2 separate regions of the Mus musculus genome follow, and region 1 is linked to region 2. The links are chromatin contacts, called in public Hi-C maps. All regions are on one chromosome and are shown on one strand. Each heading gives the region's core, a stretch centred on a gene start, on an enhancer-like site or on the middle of the called end of the contact. The rest is flanking DNA. Distances are from core to core; before and after follow the strand shown. Region 1 overlaps Abcd3 (ATP-binding cassette, sub-family D (ALD), member 3). Region 2 holds the start of F3 (coagulation factor III).

Evidence for each region. Hi-C and Micro-C count contacts between places; a contact is called where the count stands out from the background.
Region 1: a contact with region 2 is called in a Hi-C map of nephron progenitors, with 1.9 times the contacts expected there. The contact joins the enhancer-like site here to the promoter of F3 in region 2. A contact is called at or near these places in 9 of 39 promoter capture datasets (the 3T3-L1 cell line, 3T3-L1-derived adipocytes, embryonic stem cells and 5 more), 47 of 484 Hi-C or Micro-C datasets (the 3T3-L1 cell line, the AML12 cell line, the C2C12 cell line and 27 more), 3 of 115 datasets of contacts at active chromatin or transcription factors (bone marrow-derived macrophages and embryonic stem cells) and 3 of 9 other capture datasets (adipose tissue, liver and pancreatic islet).

Annotation. Positions count from the first base shown.
Region 1 is chr3:121,760,771-121,764,588 of GRCm38.p6, forward strand. It overlaps Abcd3 (ATP-binding cassette, sub-family D (ALD), member 3), which reads right to left. Exons shown (of 23, transcript NM_008991.3): 22 at 645-701. Among named protein-coding and RNA genes, the nearest start is that of F3, 39 kb to the left of the region's middle. Within about 2 kb of position 1,506, at least 19 of the 459 cell types and tissues checked have an H3K27ac peak or open chromatin away from gene starts, as enhancers often do.
Region 2 is chr3:121,722,009-121,725,546 of GRCm38.p6, forward strand. It overlaps F3 (coagulation factor III), which reads left to right and starts at 1,529. Exons shown (of 6, transcript NM_010171.3): 1 at 1,529-1,794; 2 at 2,969-3,074. The coding sequence starts at 1,707.

The DNA.
Region 1 (3,818 bases), core at 256-2,755, 39 kb after region 2:
GGGAGGAAAAGGGGGAGGGTAGGAGAGGGGAGGGAGGGAATAGCAAAGTTTGAAAAGGAAAGATAAGAGAATCAGAGAGAAGAAAAGAGCTCTATTCTCGACATTCCCCCACTAACCTTGAGGACACTACCCAGAATCTATAGCACTTCCTGTACTACTTCGAACTTCAGCACGGTGTCTGGTAAGTGGCTGGGACTATCTAACAGATCCTATTTTATTATACTACAAACATGGCTGGCATTATGCTATCTTTCCCTTATAGTCCTGACCGCTACTGAAAATGCTAACAAAATTTTGCCATCTAATTGTTAAGACTTTCTGCTCTTCTGTCAAACCTGAATGGTAACGACACAGCTCATTTACCCATCGCTATTACACAGCAGTCACTTATGACACTAGAGACCTAACTGCTCTCTAATCTCAGTAGAGCTAGAGATTGTTATATACATTCTCGCTTCCAAAACTGACAACAATAATACCAAATCAAGTCCCACTGTATACTGTAAAGCTCAAACCACCCTTTTCCATAAAATGTATGCCCACATGGTGACGTGACCATGAAATCTAAAATCAGTCAACAAAATTCACATATTTACATAAGATTCATAAAATTCATCACTCCGTACAAGGGAAGAAATACAAACCTCGTGGTGCTTCCAAAGGGACTTTCTGTGTGAAACGGTAAAGAGGGTGATGCCAACCTAATTCAAAGATTCAAAGAGAGGGTTATGTCACATCGGGATGGCAAGCCGCAAACACATGCTTCTAAGTTCTTAGATACCACGTTCAGTGGCTACAGTGAAGAATTAACGATAAAACATACCCTACATTTGATTTATTATGAAATGGTAAGATACGGACAGCAAAAGATTAAAGTCAGGAAGTCACTGCTTCCAGATGTGCAGTTCCCTACTGTAGTCTCATCTTGGAATTATGTCTTGGGGTTCAGAGTTGGGAGTAATTATTCCATTGCTTCTAGAAGGTTCTAAGCAGAATTCTGCATGTGTCTTCAGTAATGTATACAAATACTGACGCAAATGAGACAAAAAGTTGTAAAAAAAAATCTTCAAAGTTTGGATTAGGTTTTGCTACCCAATAAGCTTACTATAAAACATAATAAAAATATTTCAGTCTTGGTCCAGAATTTCTAACACAGTTCAGATTTTTAGATTTTTGAAGAAACATCACTGTAGTTGTTCTGGATCAGTGGTTCTCAACTGAATGGCAAGCTTTTACATATATATATATATATATATATATATATATATATTATATGTATAATATAATATATATTTACACATATATATATTATATGTAATATATTATATGTATATATACATCTATATATACATCTATAAAATATATATAATATCTGGTGGGCATTCTGGTAATGACTGAAGACTTTTTTTTTTTTTTTTTTTTGGTATGCTGAGAACAATACTGCCATCTAACGGACAGCACTAAAAGTGCTGCTAAACACAGTCCTAAGGCCCAGGAGAGTCCTAGCCACTGCCTAGGAGTTACCCAGCCAACACAGATGACTGGGAGGACACTGCCTTAGATCCTCAACACACACCTCTCACCTTTGGGAGAATCAGCAAACCTTCACCATGATTTTTTAGTTTCATTGTATTATTTATTTTTTTCTCAGCACTTTTTTTATTGGCTATTTTATTTACGTTTCAAATGTTATCCCCTTTCCAGGTCTCCCCTCTGGGAACCCCTATCCCTCCCCCTCCCCCTTTCATTTTATTTTTTAAAAGGATTTATTTATTTTTATTTTATGTGTGTGACTGCTTAGCCTGCATGTAGCCTCCAGTGCCCTTGGCGGCTAGAAGAGGGTGTGAGATCCTTTGGAACTGGAATTAAAGGCAGTTGTGAAACACCATGTGGATTCTGTGAACTGAACCCAGGTCCTCTTGTAGAACTGTAAGGGCTTTGAACCAATGAGTCATCTCTCTAGACCCTAATCTTATTTTCATTTTGATAATACTCTTAAAAGATTAGCCTAAGTAAATTCTGAAAATTTCTGTCACGAAATTTTATGACTAAATTATTCTGCTGGCACCAAGTAGTACCACTTAAACTGTGCCACAAGTTTGGCTGCCAATGTGCAAATTAGGAGCTGCATAAGAAGATATGCACATTATCAGCTTTCATATTTCAACTGTATCAAAAGCCTACTGAGACTTTTTTTTTTCTATTCCTGATGTTTTAATTGGATTAGGGTAGGCATAGTGTGTATTAGAATTACTTAGGCCAAAATACAAAAGTAAAATCTAAATGGTAAGATCCAAACACCGGATGCTCGTGGCTTGGATTCGGCAAAGCAGCCACCGTTCTCTTTAATGTCATTGAGCTCAAGTGCTGCTTTATGTCATTTGTAAATTTACAGTTTGGTAGTTAGAAAAAGGTCTTGGGCTTGCAAGAAGCCCTAGTGGGCAAGACACTTGCCACCACGGCTGACAATCTGAATCAATTCCTGGACTGACGTGGTGGAGAACTGCCTCCTACAGCTGTCCCCTGACCTACATGAGCGCCATGCATGCAACAGGTTCCAAAGCAACAGTTTTTAAAGGTTCTAAACTTAAGGGCCCAGCCCTCTTCCTCATAGCCAGTACAATGTTAAATGACCATCAAAGGCTCAGGTAAGTTCTCTTCCCTCAAGTGGAATGTATCTTACAGAGCCACACATCTTAAAATCAAAAAAGGCAACAACATAGAATTGTCAGGGAGAAGCCTTCAAGCCAAATCCAGTCTATATGACCTTATGCATGGAAACACTGCAGACATCTCTAAGCCTAGAAAACTGGAAACCACATACAAATTACTAAAGAGGACTCAAGAAGAGAAACAAGCCATTAAAGAAATACAATCCCAGTTCAATCAACAATCTTCCAGTGGAGAAGACCCTTGCGGACCCTCTCGACAGCACACCACACGTCATCCTTTCACACACCTGAGTTACGTGACAGTTTGTTAATACGCTGCTTTACTTTGCAAAGTTCAAGATTCCACACTTCTAACAACTTCCAGGTACTGCTACGGCTGCTGATCCACAGCATCCTCCAAGTGGCAGGGAGTGTATGTGTGTGTGTGCATGTGGATGTGTGTGCGTGCATGTGCGTGCATGTGTGTGTGTGCATGCGCACGCATGTATGCACATGCAAGAGTGTGCATATATACATGGCTTATTGTAAACTCCCCAAATATAAACTGTTAAAATACTCCTGAAACTCATTTAGTCACACAGAGTAACAGAATATACTACTATTTTTCAAATCTACCAAGAGTTCATCAGGACTAGTGAACAAGTATGTAAATAATGGCAGCACAGCTTACCTCCTGTTTATCAACTAAAAGAAACTTGTTTTAGATAATACTATCCAAATAAAATAAACCAAATAAATTAAAAACTAACAAACGAAGGGTGGAGAGATGCCTCAGGGTAGAGCACCTGCCGTCCCCGCATGAGCACTGGGTTTTGGCGGTGGGCATGGTGGGCGGCCTGTAAACCCAGATCAACCTGTGTTCTCCACACACCCCCTATGCATGCACACACATACAAGCACAGCAGGTACATATGCCACAAACACATATGTACACATAAAATAAGAATGTGAAAAGATTTAAGTTAGCATATGGTAACTGTTGGTTTTTCTTAATTTAAAAAATGATATATAGGTAACGTTAATGGGACAAAAGAAATACCAGCGTTTTTGTTGTTGTTGTTGTTGTTGTTTTGGTTAACTGAGTAAGTAATAATGTAAAAGAGATTTAAACACTATATCACAACTAAGAAATTGCTAAGATTTAGA
Region 2 (3,538 bases), core at 279-2,778:
GTCCGTGGATGGAAAAAAGATCACCCTTTGAACAGTTTTCTTGATGCCCTCTTCCTTTGCTCAGTTGGGAGTAAAAGAAAGTGCGGTCAAGAGGGAAAGTCCCTGGAGTAGAGGACCAGATAGAGCTACATTGTGTACTTAGGCCAGTGAGCACACGGACCAGCTGACCTCAAGATTGGTATTGTAGAAGGCTATCTAAGAGGTTCTGCCCTGTCCATTCTCAGACATAAGCAGGAAGCCTAATCAAAAGCTACTGTGAGTGGGACGACAGCTTAGTTACTCTTTACACTTCTCAGAGCCTACAAGGTGGACCCAAGTTTGACTTTACTCAAGGAAAGTAAAAAAGGAAGGAAGAAAGGAAGGAAGGAAGGAAGGAAGGAAGGAAGGAAGGAAGATTGTACAAAGCATCCAAAGACACAGATATTTACATTACAGTTCATAACCGTAGCAAAATTACAGTTATGAAGTAGCAATAAAAATAATTTTATGGTTGGGATCACTACAATATGAGGAGCTGTGTTAAAGGGTCGCAGAATTAGGGAAATTGGAAAAGAAGGGATAAACTGGACAGTCAACCAGGAGTGACAAGAAATCGTTTGATACACTGTCGAGCAAATGCTACCAGTAGGATAAGTGATCGTCTAAGGCTTCAACAACGTCACGGCAAAGCCTAGAACAGGAGGCCAGGAAATAAATGAAGAAAACCCAAAGCTTGCAAGTGACACCTGGCTGCCACTAGGCTCAGTGACAGAGGTGGGCTCCTGGGTCCATTCCCAGCATCCAGGAAGGGAAAACACAAATTGGAACGTCCGAATGTTTATTTTTCAGTTTCATTTTTTGTTTTTCTGCGCTTTGGAGGAATTCACTCAAACCCACTGCGGGCTTCCTCAACGTGAGAATCATCCTTCCTGGAACCCCCGTGGCTACAGAAGTCACGCTCAAATTCTCTCAGGCTTCATGTTGCAGTTCCTCGGTCACCTCGGGAACGGGAGTGGGGTGCCAAGTGGCCTTTAGACCTAATCCAGGGCCCTTGTCCATGGCAGACACGTGCATTTACTGCACCGCCCTGTGCAGCGGACCAAAGGGACTGACAGAATGATCTGCTAGCCACTGCGTGTTCAGGCAGGGCTTTGGAACTGCCCTCTGCTACCAGGAGTGGTCCAGGGGCTTTGATACATCCTCTGCTAGGGCCTCAGCGTACATCGAAAGCAGAGGAAAAGTAAGACTCCCTTGACTTTCAACTTAAGTCCCTTCAATGACACTCCTTTCTCCCCAGCCAGCCACCCAGGCTGGTCATCCAGGGATCAGCCCGGGAGCCTGGGTCTCCGCAGTACCTGGATCCGCCTGCGCCGAAGGGGCAGCTCGGTGCTCCGCGGCGCTGTTGAATCACGGTTGAGTCACCCCTTTCGGGGTCTCGGAGTTTCCTACAGGAGGGGAGTGGGCGGGGCAGGGGTGTGGACTGATCGGGAGCCGCCCACCGCGAAAGCGAGTGACCCGGGCCGGGGGGCGGGGAGTCGCGAGCTTCGGCGGAGGCGGCGCGGGGTGGAGAGGAGCCGGTGTCCGCGCGGCCCTTTATAACGCACCCCGCGCCGACCCCGGCAGCCTGGGTACAGCCGGTACCCATCACTCGCTCCCTCCGATCGCTCCTGTAGCGTAGCCAACGCGCCGCCGCTGAAGCCCCGAGACCTCGCCTCCAGCCCTTGGACATGGCGATCCTCGTGCGCCCGCGCCTCCTAGCGGCTCTCGCGCCCACGTTTCTCGGCTGCCTCCTCCTCCAGGTGACCGCGGGTGCAGGTGAGTGGCATTGGTCCTGAGAAGCCGGGGGCGCTCCGCCCGCGGGAAACAGAGAACCTATCTGGCTAGCTGGGGGGGGAGGGGGGGTGCTGCTCTGGTTCCTTGGGGACACCAAGGTGTCCGGCTGTACCTGTGGATTTGGCTGCGCTCGCCCTGAGGATTTGAATGAACAATGGGATGGAAGGTAGTTGGTGCCCGGACTCCTGGCAGTTGTCACTGCTAAAGATGCCTGCTTTGTGCGTCCACCGCGGTTGCATAAGATAAAACTGAGATTCCAGCTTTAACTCTGAGGGAGAGTTTCCTAGATGTTGGGCCCTTGAAGGTGGCAGGCTCGTGGGCCCGCCTTTGCCAAAGTCGGCGTGCTTTGCGCTTTGCGTGGCTTGCATGTTATCTCTGACAAGGTGTGCGCCTTCCCGTAATAAATAGGTGTTCTTGTGGCCTTTGGTTTCGGTCTGATAGAAGCAAGGCTGTTGTAAACTCAGGCAAGACAGAGTGCATACCCACATCTACCCAGTGCTGAGTTGAGGCAGAGGCTGAAACCAGGGGGCTTGCAAAACGAGACGTTGATGACAGCACTTTAATGGAATAGCATCCCACCATGTGACAGGTGCCACGTGGGCTGCACGTCTGACGAGCTCTCCTTGAGAATTTCAGTGTAAAGATATTTTAGATTACAATGGGAAAAGTCCGGTTAGACTCTTTTTTTTTTTTTTCGTTTATGTGCATTCCTGACTCTCACGTGTGTGGGGGACTAGCCCTGTTTGGAATTTATTCAAACCCTTCCTTGCGGCCTCTCCGACGGCTTCGGAAGAGTCCGGGACTCTCTGGCACCTTGGGCCCTCCTTCTGTGTCGTTTTAAAGTGGGCTTTCCCTGGAATAGTTTAAAGGAGGACTTCAGGATCTTCAGCTCTTTCCACGGATTGCAGTATGGGTGTTGCCTAGAGGACTATATGGCCCTGAGGGCGGGGATGGGGCGTGGGGGGAAGGACACGTACACACACACACACACACACACACACACACCCTCTGCTCTTGACAAGTTAGCAACGTTATTTTTGTGACTGGCAACAAAACATGTGCTCCCTTTGATGGCAGAGGCTGGGAAAGTGTTTAAGACACAAGGTCGAGACCACAGAACTGGGTGCAATTCGAGATATTTTGTGCTTATTTGTAGGCATTCCAGAGAAAGCGTTTAATTTAACTTGGATATCAACTGATTTCAAGACAATTTTGGAGTGGCAACCCAAACCCACCAACTATACCTACACTGTACAGATAAGGTAAGCCAGGTTAAAACCAAAGCAAGATGGCTAACAGCTTTGCACGTCTAGCTCTTATGCACTAATAGGGACTCTTTGAAGTCAGTTGTTGGATGGGGCTGTTTACCAAATGGTAGAGTTGTCATGGTAATCTGCTGGCTACTGTGATGTTCCATCAAATGGAAACATTCCATATGCTAAACTGATATGACAGGAACTGGCGCGGGGGGGGGGGGGGTTGTACCTCTGTCCCTTGAGTGCTTACCAAGCACACCTAAGTCCTGGTTTAGATACTCAACCCAGCATAGAATTGTCACTGTGGTCACTGTGTTGCTCGGGGAGGAAGTAGAAGTAGAAATTCAGTCACTCTTAGCTGTACATAGGGAGTTCCAGGCCATCCTACAATACGTGGGACCCTGTATCTAAATAATGCAGATACATACATACATACATACATACATACATACATACATGACATACATGAC